Regions from separate parts of the Drosophila melanogaster genome. Here regions 1 and 2 are each linked to region 3. Evidence: chromatin contacts called from public Hi-C data. All regions are on one chromosome and are shown on one strand. The core of a region is the stretch at or near the end of the contact, and the rest is flanking DNA. Distances in the headings are between cores, read along the strand shown.

Region 1 (2,700 bases), core at 106-2,605, 320 kb before region 3:
TGATGGTAAACGGGTTCGGGTAGCGGCAGTTGCTCCAGTGGATCCTCCTTGCTAGCCGGAATGGCTACTTCACGTGTTAGCCAGTAGGCCAGATCATTTCTTAACATAAGGAGATCCCTCTGTTCGTTTCTCCCGCTAGCAACTTCTCGTAGGAGTCCCTCTTTGAGGTACAGAAGCAATCCCGATTGAGTATCCCTGCCCTGGGCAGAGTGCATCAGTTGGTAGAGCAGCAATTGGCCCTTGTGTTCCATGGAGAAGCTGGCTCGGCCGGTCTTCAGTTCCAGTGGTATGATCTCCTCCCTCTGCCGTTGATTTTTTACCTTTACGGAGACATCCACCTTACCCTTGAGTCCCAGTTGTGGAACCCAGAGGTTCTCCTCTATATCGCATATCTCGTGGATTTGACCTCTATAGACTTCGGGCAGCAAAACACTTGGCGGTTCACCCTTCACATATTGGGCCACAAAACTGACAATGGGATCAATGAATTTCATCAGATGATCCTCCATTTCCACCTGGATGAGATTGCTGGCATAGAGTAAATGAGCCAAAGAAGAGCTGGCCAGCATCTCCTGGAGGGCAGATTGAATGTGTTTTTTATCGAAGAGCTTCTGGCGTAGAACCTTTTGCAGCAATTCGTGCACCAGAGTGCCAATGACCATCTGAAATGGAATACATTCTGGATAAATTGGGTTATGCTGATATCGAGATGTACTCACAACAGAGTTTCCCGAGTCCAGACCGCGAAATCGTTCCTGCAGAACAGATTTCCGTTTGCAAAACAGGGAACCGGTGACTGTGGTGCCGGAAATGAGGAAATCCGGATGGGACACGCAGTAGCCCTGCTCCTTATCGACCACATAGCATCCTGCAGACGGATCCCACTTGCCCAACAGGGAGACAGTGTCTCCAACTTGCATTGGCATGCAATTCCACGGCGGTAGCAGTTGGCAATCAGCTGTCTCCGGATCCCCGCCAGAAATCCTCTTAACATGCACTTTAAGGCCTTTTCTATTGGGGAGCTGCTCCAGCCGCACCACTTCGCAACGCTGCCACTTGGTGAGCTCCAATCGATGATTGGATATAGAATCCATAGCTGCAATCAGCGCCAAATCGAAGTCATCATTGTCACCCCAATCAATGTTCTCCACTTCGTCTGACGAAAAATCCAGTTGCTCTTTGAATTTCTTTTGTGGATTGGATGACGTCACGTCAGTGTTATCATTCTCCAAAATATTAGGCGTCAGCACGCGTTTGGTGGCCATCGAAGGGGCTATTTGTTATTGTTAAATCAAATTATTTACTTTATTTCAGTTATGCGTACAAATGATTTGGCGGGAACAGAGTGACTGTTTTCTGCGTGTGGTAAAATACTTATGAACACACCGGCGCCTCGTTGCTATTTAGCTAGCTTGTAGCTATTTAAAAATTACCGCGTGTTTTAAACTAAAATCTCCTTCTATCACTAACAGTTGTTAGAAAATGAAGTAATGTGTATCAAACAATTATTTAATATATAAAATTGCTTAAGCTGCCTTCTGCTTACTTTTTGTTTTCTTTTTATATGTATATATTTGATACTTCAGATCTAGCTACTAATTTTAGTCATCTTAACGAAGTACAGGTGGCGCAGTTGTGGAAAACATCCGCACAGATGGCGACAATTTAGCGACATATATTAAATTGCTCGTGTTGATTTTGAATTCTTATCACCACCAATTTTTAAATAGATTTCAATATTATAGTTAATTTAATTTAATTTTAATTTATTTTTATCCTACACAAGAGATCGAAATGTTGAAGAACTACAACAGCTTAGTAAAGCAGTTGTGTTGTGGCAAGCAGTTCACATTCGGTGGAAGTTCGTTCCAGAAAATTACCATAGGTGGCGCTTCAATTGGGCGCCCAATTCGATTTCCTAAATGCAACAGATACGACGAATTATATAAATATTCTTAGAAATATCCAATAAATAATTAATTTCATTTGGTTTTCAGGCAAAAGGTGCAGATACTGATACGTCTAGTTATTCCTTCGCTCTCGTATTTGTGCAGCAAACATGGCTGGCATTCAGTGCCTTAAAAATTTAAACAAATTAGTATACTTTTATATGAATAACGTTTTTTAAGCAAACCTGTTTCTAGGGTGCTACTTAGGTGCGTTATATAGCTGCTGGCCAGGCGGATGATCTCGATCTTTGAAAGCTTGCGATTCATGGGCTCCGTGGGTATTAAATTTCTTAATGCCTCGTAGGCCGAATTAACACTGATTTTGTTTAGGAAAAAAAGAAAATATTAAATGGTTAATTGTTAATAAATACACTTTCAACTAGGGCTATGTTTTGCTTATTAACATTTATATACTTTTTACTCACTTAAATGTCCGATAGCGCTCTCTAGCATTGATCTTCTGGCGCGGCGGTCGCCTCCTGTGATTTCCCTGATTCTCCTGGCCACCTGGATTGGCCTCCTGGCCAATCTGGGAGTCCTCCGAGTCGGCGGCTGCTCCACTTCCGCTGGCACTGCCACTACTATTGCTATCCTGGGCAAATACCGCCATCAAGTAGTTGGAAAACGACGACGAGGACGATGAGACCGCCATCCGTTAGCAGCGGCGATTGGCGAGCAACTGAACGGACTCTATGGCCGAGCCCATGACTATATCCACTTCTATATGCCCCGGCTGCATATTTGGGATCTG
Region 2 (2,700 bases), core at 66-2,565, 330 kb after region 3:
ATGAATAAGACAGAGTAAACATGTGCTTTGGAGTGATAAATTGTGCTGAATAGGAAATACGCTTTGAAGCCAAAAACCAAATGTAAACAATATCGCTAATGCAAAGACAGCAATTTTTATAGCAGCTCCGCAAGCTTATGAGACTAATGGCACCTCGTAAAGGTCCTAAAATCCATATACTGCATCCTGTTTTTTTGTTTTGGCTCCTAACGCAGTGCTTGCAGACATAGAACCCAACTACTTATTTAAAGAGAACCAGCACATAGCCATCCTTACAGGTGTTAGAGTCCTCGGCGGTTAGTCCCTGGTAGCTGGGCGTGATCTGCGGCGGCGTGGGCGTGCCCTTCTGAGAGTTCTCCTTATCGCTCTTGCTGCCGCCGACCGGCGTAACGCCCGAGCCGGGGGGCGGTCTCCGGACAGCAGCCGATCCCGGCGAGGACTCCAGCTTGGCCTTCTTCTCACTGGCGGAGGCGATGGGCACCCATTTGTAGATTTTCATGGTGGTGTCGCTGATGGTCACCCACTTCTTCTCCCAGTGGCGCACCTTGTCCACCGCCTGCATCACCCGCTTGATGTCATCCTTCGCCCGGCTGCGCGTCTCCGCCCGCACGCTGCGCGACATGTCTGTGGGTCGATGGCGCCTGGTCTGGCTCTTCCTGCTTTAATCGCTTTTCCTCCTTAGCCAAAGTCGGCGTCACACGAAAAGCCGCTAAGTGTTTTCGCTACTTCTGGCTGCTTCACAACTGAACTCTCCCCGTCTGGCTTTTAAGTGGGATCGTGTCTCGTGATTTTGGCTGGTCTCGACCAGTTAACCAGTGGATAGTTCAGTTTTTTTGGCAATTCGCAAAAATATTTTTTAATACAACAAAAATAAGTAATCGATAGCAAGCGTGATTTTCAACTGATGTTATCGAATGATTGCCCGTTGTTTTCACGGGCTGCAGTGTGACCATTGGCTAAAGGTCCGTGCTAAAGTGTGATAGCTTATTAATTCGTGTATGATTTGTAACTCAAGTGCTTAATTTTTGAGCTGAGCTAAATTATTAGCCGTTTGTTTTTGAACAGCTACAACCGTTAAATTTTTAAATAATAATTTTGAACTGTTAGTCCAACGGTTTCTATTATCTGGCAACGCCAATGTTGCCAAATGGTATAATCTAGTATATTTTCGTGTACCATCGTGAGAGTGATGGGCGAAATATCGATGCGCGATGAGTATCGATTTGTCGATTCTTTATCATCGACAACATATCGATATCACAATGCTACGATGTCACTTCGATGGCTCGATGGTTTTTCGATGTTTTTCCACCGACCGACGAAATTATGCGTACGCTCCGCTTATTTTTTATTTATTTTTTCGTAATGCGAACCGAACGTTCGCCGCCCATTAGAATGGAATGAAAAGTCGCACAAAGCCGGGAAAAGTGAAGTTATTTACGCGAATTGAAACTCGCAGTGCGTGCGAGCGAGAGCGATAATTAAGATGAAAATGCAGGCGACGCCGAAATAAAAAACAAAAAAAACGTTGCAGCAACAACGTGCGTGTGCGAATGTATGTGTGTGCGTGCGTGAATGTGTGTGTCTGCTGGTATATGTGAAGAGCCAGGCGAACGAGCAAGAGGGTGATAGGAGGACGAGGAAGAGAAGAAGAAGAAGCAGCGGTGGAAAAGAGAACGAAGAAAAGTGGGGAAAGACGAAAAAGGCAAAACGACAAACGCACACGAAATTGAAAATAGTTGTACGAAAATCAGGAGAAAGCCAGCGATCTTATTTTTTTCTTAAATTTTCCCCCTGGATAATTGATATTAGAAATGTGTGCGTAAGCTAACACCGATACTAACACCAATGCAAACGCAAGGCTAGAATCGCTCCTCGCCCGAAAGAGAAAAAGAGAGAGAGAGAGAAACGCAAACAAATTGGAATAAATTATAGAAATTTAAAATAAAGTAAACAACTCAAATGGCAGGAATTTAAACAAAAGTAAACAAGGGGAACGAGCGATATAAATTAGTTCAACATTTCGGAATTTAAGTTAGAGGAATCTATGTTAGTGTGATATTTTATTTCATTCTATGTTGTCATTTGATAAGTTAAACATTTTACTTAAATGTGCAGCAATATGCTAATTAGCACTAAACATTTTATTTTATTCAATCATAAGTATTCATTTTTTTAAGTGAGATTCTTGGGACTCAGCAGTAAATATAATACGAATTGATAGCGAATGTATGAAATGCGAGTGTAATGTGTCATTTGAAATTGTGATTTTTTTTTCAAGTGAAAGTTAAGTGAAATATTTTTCTTGAGTGTACCTAATCAGTTTCATTTATAAATTTATTTCTGCAATTTCCCCAAAACAGCAGCCGCTTCAAAAGCCAGAACTTTGAAAAGTCGAAGCTGAATTTTCCCCGAGTTTTCCCGATTTTCCGTTTCCCGCGAATCTGAAAGCCGCGCTGCCGGCGTCGCTGTCTCTGCCGCCGTCGACGTCGTCGATCCCGTTTCACGCGTCGCCGCTTCGTCTCGCCGTCTCGCTTGTTTCCCGCCCCCTCTCTCTCTGCCCCTCGCCCGACCCCGCCACCCGACCCTCCTACCAAAAGTACCCCCCCCCCCCAACCAAAAAAAAAAATAAAATCATCCTTAAACAAAATATAAAAGATACGAAATAAAACAACAAACACACAGAGAGAGAGAGCGAGT
Region 3 (2,700 bases), core at 50-2,549:
CGTGCTCGAGGCACTTTATTAGCTAGCCTATTTTTAGCTTTAAATGATCTATGTATTGTTTTTCTTATTTTGTTTTTTTTTGGCTTTTCCTGGTTTGACTTTCGTACTTTCATGTTTTATTCTAAATTTTCCAAAACGTATTTGTTATTCGATAATTTTTACGTTGTGTGTTTTCTTTGGGAGTCAAAGTAGAAATGAGGGTTTTGCTTGTGGGTCGGTTGTCTTGTGATTGAAATTATGTTCAATGCCTACTTTGTTAAACAAATTTAAATCGAAATACCGAAGCTCACTTTGTTTTTTTTTTATTGATACAAATTGTCTTACATTAAATCTAAAATATTATTTGTGTGCGCAGTTTTAAACAGCGAATACAATAACCCAAAGAGCAAATAGCCATGACACCCACCCTTATGTAATAGCTTTTTGAACACCATCCAGCGGGAAGTCATGCAACTAAAGGCAACTGTTTATCTTTTCTTAACCTAGGTGGCGCCATTTCTATTTCACAGATGGATTAGGCGATACACCGAAAGAAATCAGTAGATGATTGATGATATAAAAAAATAAAATAAATGTATTGTCTCAATAGGTTATATTTTGCATTTTATTTATTTATTAGAACGTTGCAGACAAGAGTTTAAATCATATAGATATCGGCTATAGCTGCTGGGGCTTTCAGCCGGACTTCTACATTATTGTTTACGTATTTAGTTACAACATTATTTGCAATTATTTACATTGTATTACTGCACTTACCTTATTGGAATATCTCAGATAGGTTTTAAAGCAAATAAAATACGTTAATGTAGGATAATTTTTTATAAAGTGCATATGCACTTCTACAAATATAGCTATTTCTTTACGCCTACATATGCGTAACCTAAACCTGAAAATTATGAATATGTTCCCCTTGTAAACAGCAAATATTATCCAAAATAGGCGCTTTGCTCATTTTACTCAATTGTACAACTAAAATTTGTATTCCATTTAGGTACTTTGATTTGCACTGTTTTCTACCCTATGTTACGCTCCACTTACAATAGAGTTTTATCAAATTGTAAAACCAAACTTTATATTCCAATTATTTTTAGGTTTTGAAACTCTTCAGTTCTTCATTCTGCATTGTTATTATAGCACGTTTCATCCATATAAATACACAAGATTAAAGGCAAATGACAATAATATCCGAAAAGATAGCTAGATAATGAATAATTACGCTTTTTAGCTACACAGCGGCCACAATGACAGCACTGTTCCTCGTACGAATGCTAACGTTAAGAAGAGGAAGAGACGAGCGGTGCTGGGTTGAAAAAAACTGGAAAAGGGGGGAAATTGGCGCAAATTGTGCACGCGAGGCGCAGCAGGGACGTTGGATCTTAACTATCGGTTTGTGTTCCTTACTTTGCGGCAAAATTAATGCAACCAATTGCCGATATACTGAGAAAAATGGCATAATTAAATAACCAGATCCAACGCATGTAGTGTAAAAAGTCGGGCATTATTCCCAATCGCAAAAGAGAGAGAATCGGTATCACTCGCTGACCCGTCTCGTTCGAGTCTTGATCGCGGTATCTCGCTTGCACCCACATACCGAGCGCCAGCCAGTCATATGGCCGTCCCGTTCATTTCGGTGACAACGTGTCGGTGTGTGTGCATCAGTGTGCAAGCTTATATGTGTGCGCTGTGTATCTGCAACAAACAACGGCGGCCGCTAACAAAAAAAATTGTAAATAAATACGCTGCCGTTCGACAGCGCGCGAAAATCGAAAAAGTGCTCGAAAAGTCAACGAAAGAGCGCCCCCAAAAGAATATAAAAAATTCCGCTAGCGGAAAGGGGGGAACAACAGAAGCAAGTGGGACATTTATTGAACAATTTGAAAATTAATTTGTTCTGTGCGTTGTTTGCATGACCACCGGTTCGTCGGACAAGGACGACGATAGTGTATCCTTCGGCGGCTGATTTTTCGGCTTGCCTCTCTCTCACACGTTCTCTTTGTCTCTCACGGCAAGAGCGAACGGAAAACACGCTAACACTGAACCCACCAGAGATGCGCAAATCCAATGACTCGATTACTTACGTGATCCTCTGTAAATATCGTTTTTCCTTTGAAGAACTTTAAACTAGATTTTTACGATGGACAAACGTTTTCAAAATTAATGTCTACAAATACTTTTTTAAACAAAAAATTCTAAACAACTGCACTCATTCAAGATGTTGATTTATTAATTCATATTAAACATCTTTTTGGAATACCTATTTGATCTCAAAAACGCTGCAAAGAATATTCATTTCATAATGATGTTGGTCTCCAACCAATGATGTTTCTTACAAAACTTCTTTGTGCACATTTTCAAGTGACCGCATAAAAGTATCGGCGAATGTGTCACCGTCATCATGTGGTCATCTCTGGACTCGCTGCTTCGTTATCTGGCGCGCCATATGTGTGCGCGTGTGTGCGTATCGGCTCTTTGGGAGCGCATGGCGTGAGCGGTCTCGCCGACGCAGAGAGCGAGGGACTAGAGCAAAACAGTGTTCCGACAGCGGTTAACAGCTGTTACGGGGCCAACAGACTGCTAGCAAAGGCATTTATATGGATTTCGGGTCGTAACAGTACGACAACAGCGGCCAAACAGCACGCGAGAGCGACGAGAGCCCACTCGCGTGTTGTGTTAAACAGTCAATTTTAGTGTATTTCCGAG

Evidence for each region. Hi-C and Micro-C count contacts between places; a contact is called where the count stands out from the background.
Region 1: a contact with region 3 is called in a Hi-C map of the Kc167 cell line, with 4 times the contacts expected there. The contact joins the promoter of Dna2 here to the promoter of nej in region 3. A contact is called at or near these places in 3 of 107 Hi-C or Micro-C datasets (the Kc167 cell line, the OSC cell line and embryo) and 2 of 6 datasets of contacts at active chromatin or transcription factors (both in the Kc167 cell line).
Region 2: a contact with region 3 is called in a Hi-C map of the Kc167 cell line, with 6 times the contacts expected there. The contact joins the promoter of Zdhhc8 here to the promoter of nej in region 3. A contact is called at or near these places in 7 of 107 Hi-C or Micro-C datasets (the Kc167 cell line, the ML-DmBG3-c2 cell line, the OSC cell line and 3 more).

The regions. Positions count from the first base shown.
Region 1 is chrX:10,009,136-10,011,835 of dm6, reverse strand. Dna2 (DNA replication helicase/nuclease 2) reads right to left here and starts at 1,355. Exons shown (of 3, transcript NM_167214.2): 1 at 720-1,355; 2 at 1-662. The coding sequence starts at 1,265. CG33557 reads right to left here and starts at 2,626. Exons shown (of 3, transcript NM_001014730.2): 1 at 2,375-2,626; 2 at 2,135-2,265; 3 at 1,787-2,077. The coding sequence starts at 2,601. The coding sequence ends at 1,983.
Region 2 is chrX:9,354,842-9,357,541 of dm6, reverse strand. Zdhhc8 (Zinc finger DHHC-type containing 8) reads left to right here and starts at 1,315. Exons shown (of 11, transcript NM_167189.6): 1 at 1,315-1,427; 2 at 2,364-2,700. It overlaps BCL7-like, which reads right to left and starts at 908. Exons shown (of 2, transcript NM_132334.4): 1 at 277-908. The coding sequence starts at 622.
Region 3 is chrX:9,685,665-9,688,364 of dm6, reverse strand. It overlaps nej (nejire), which reads left to right and starts at 1,299. Exons shown (of 14, transcript NM_001201647.2): 1 at 1,299-1,386. It overlaps lncRNA:CR42657 (long non-coding RNA:CR42657), which reads right to left and starts at 176. Exons shown (of 3, transcript NR_123848.1): 1 at 1-176.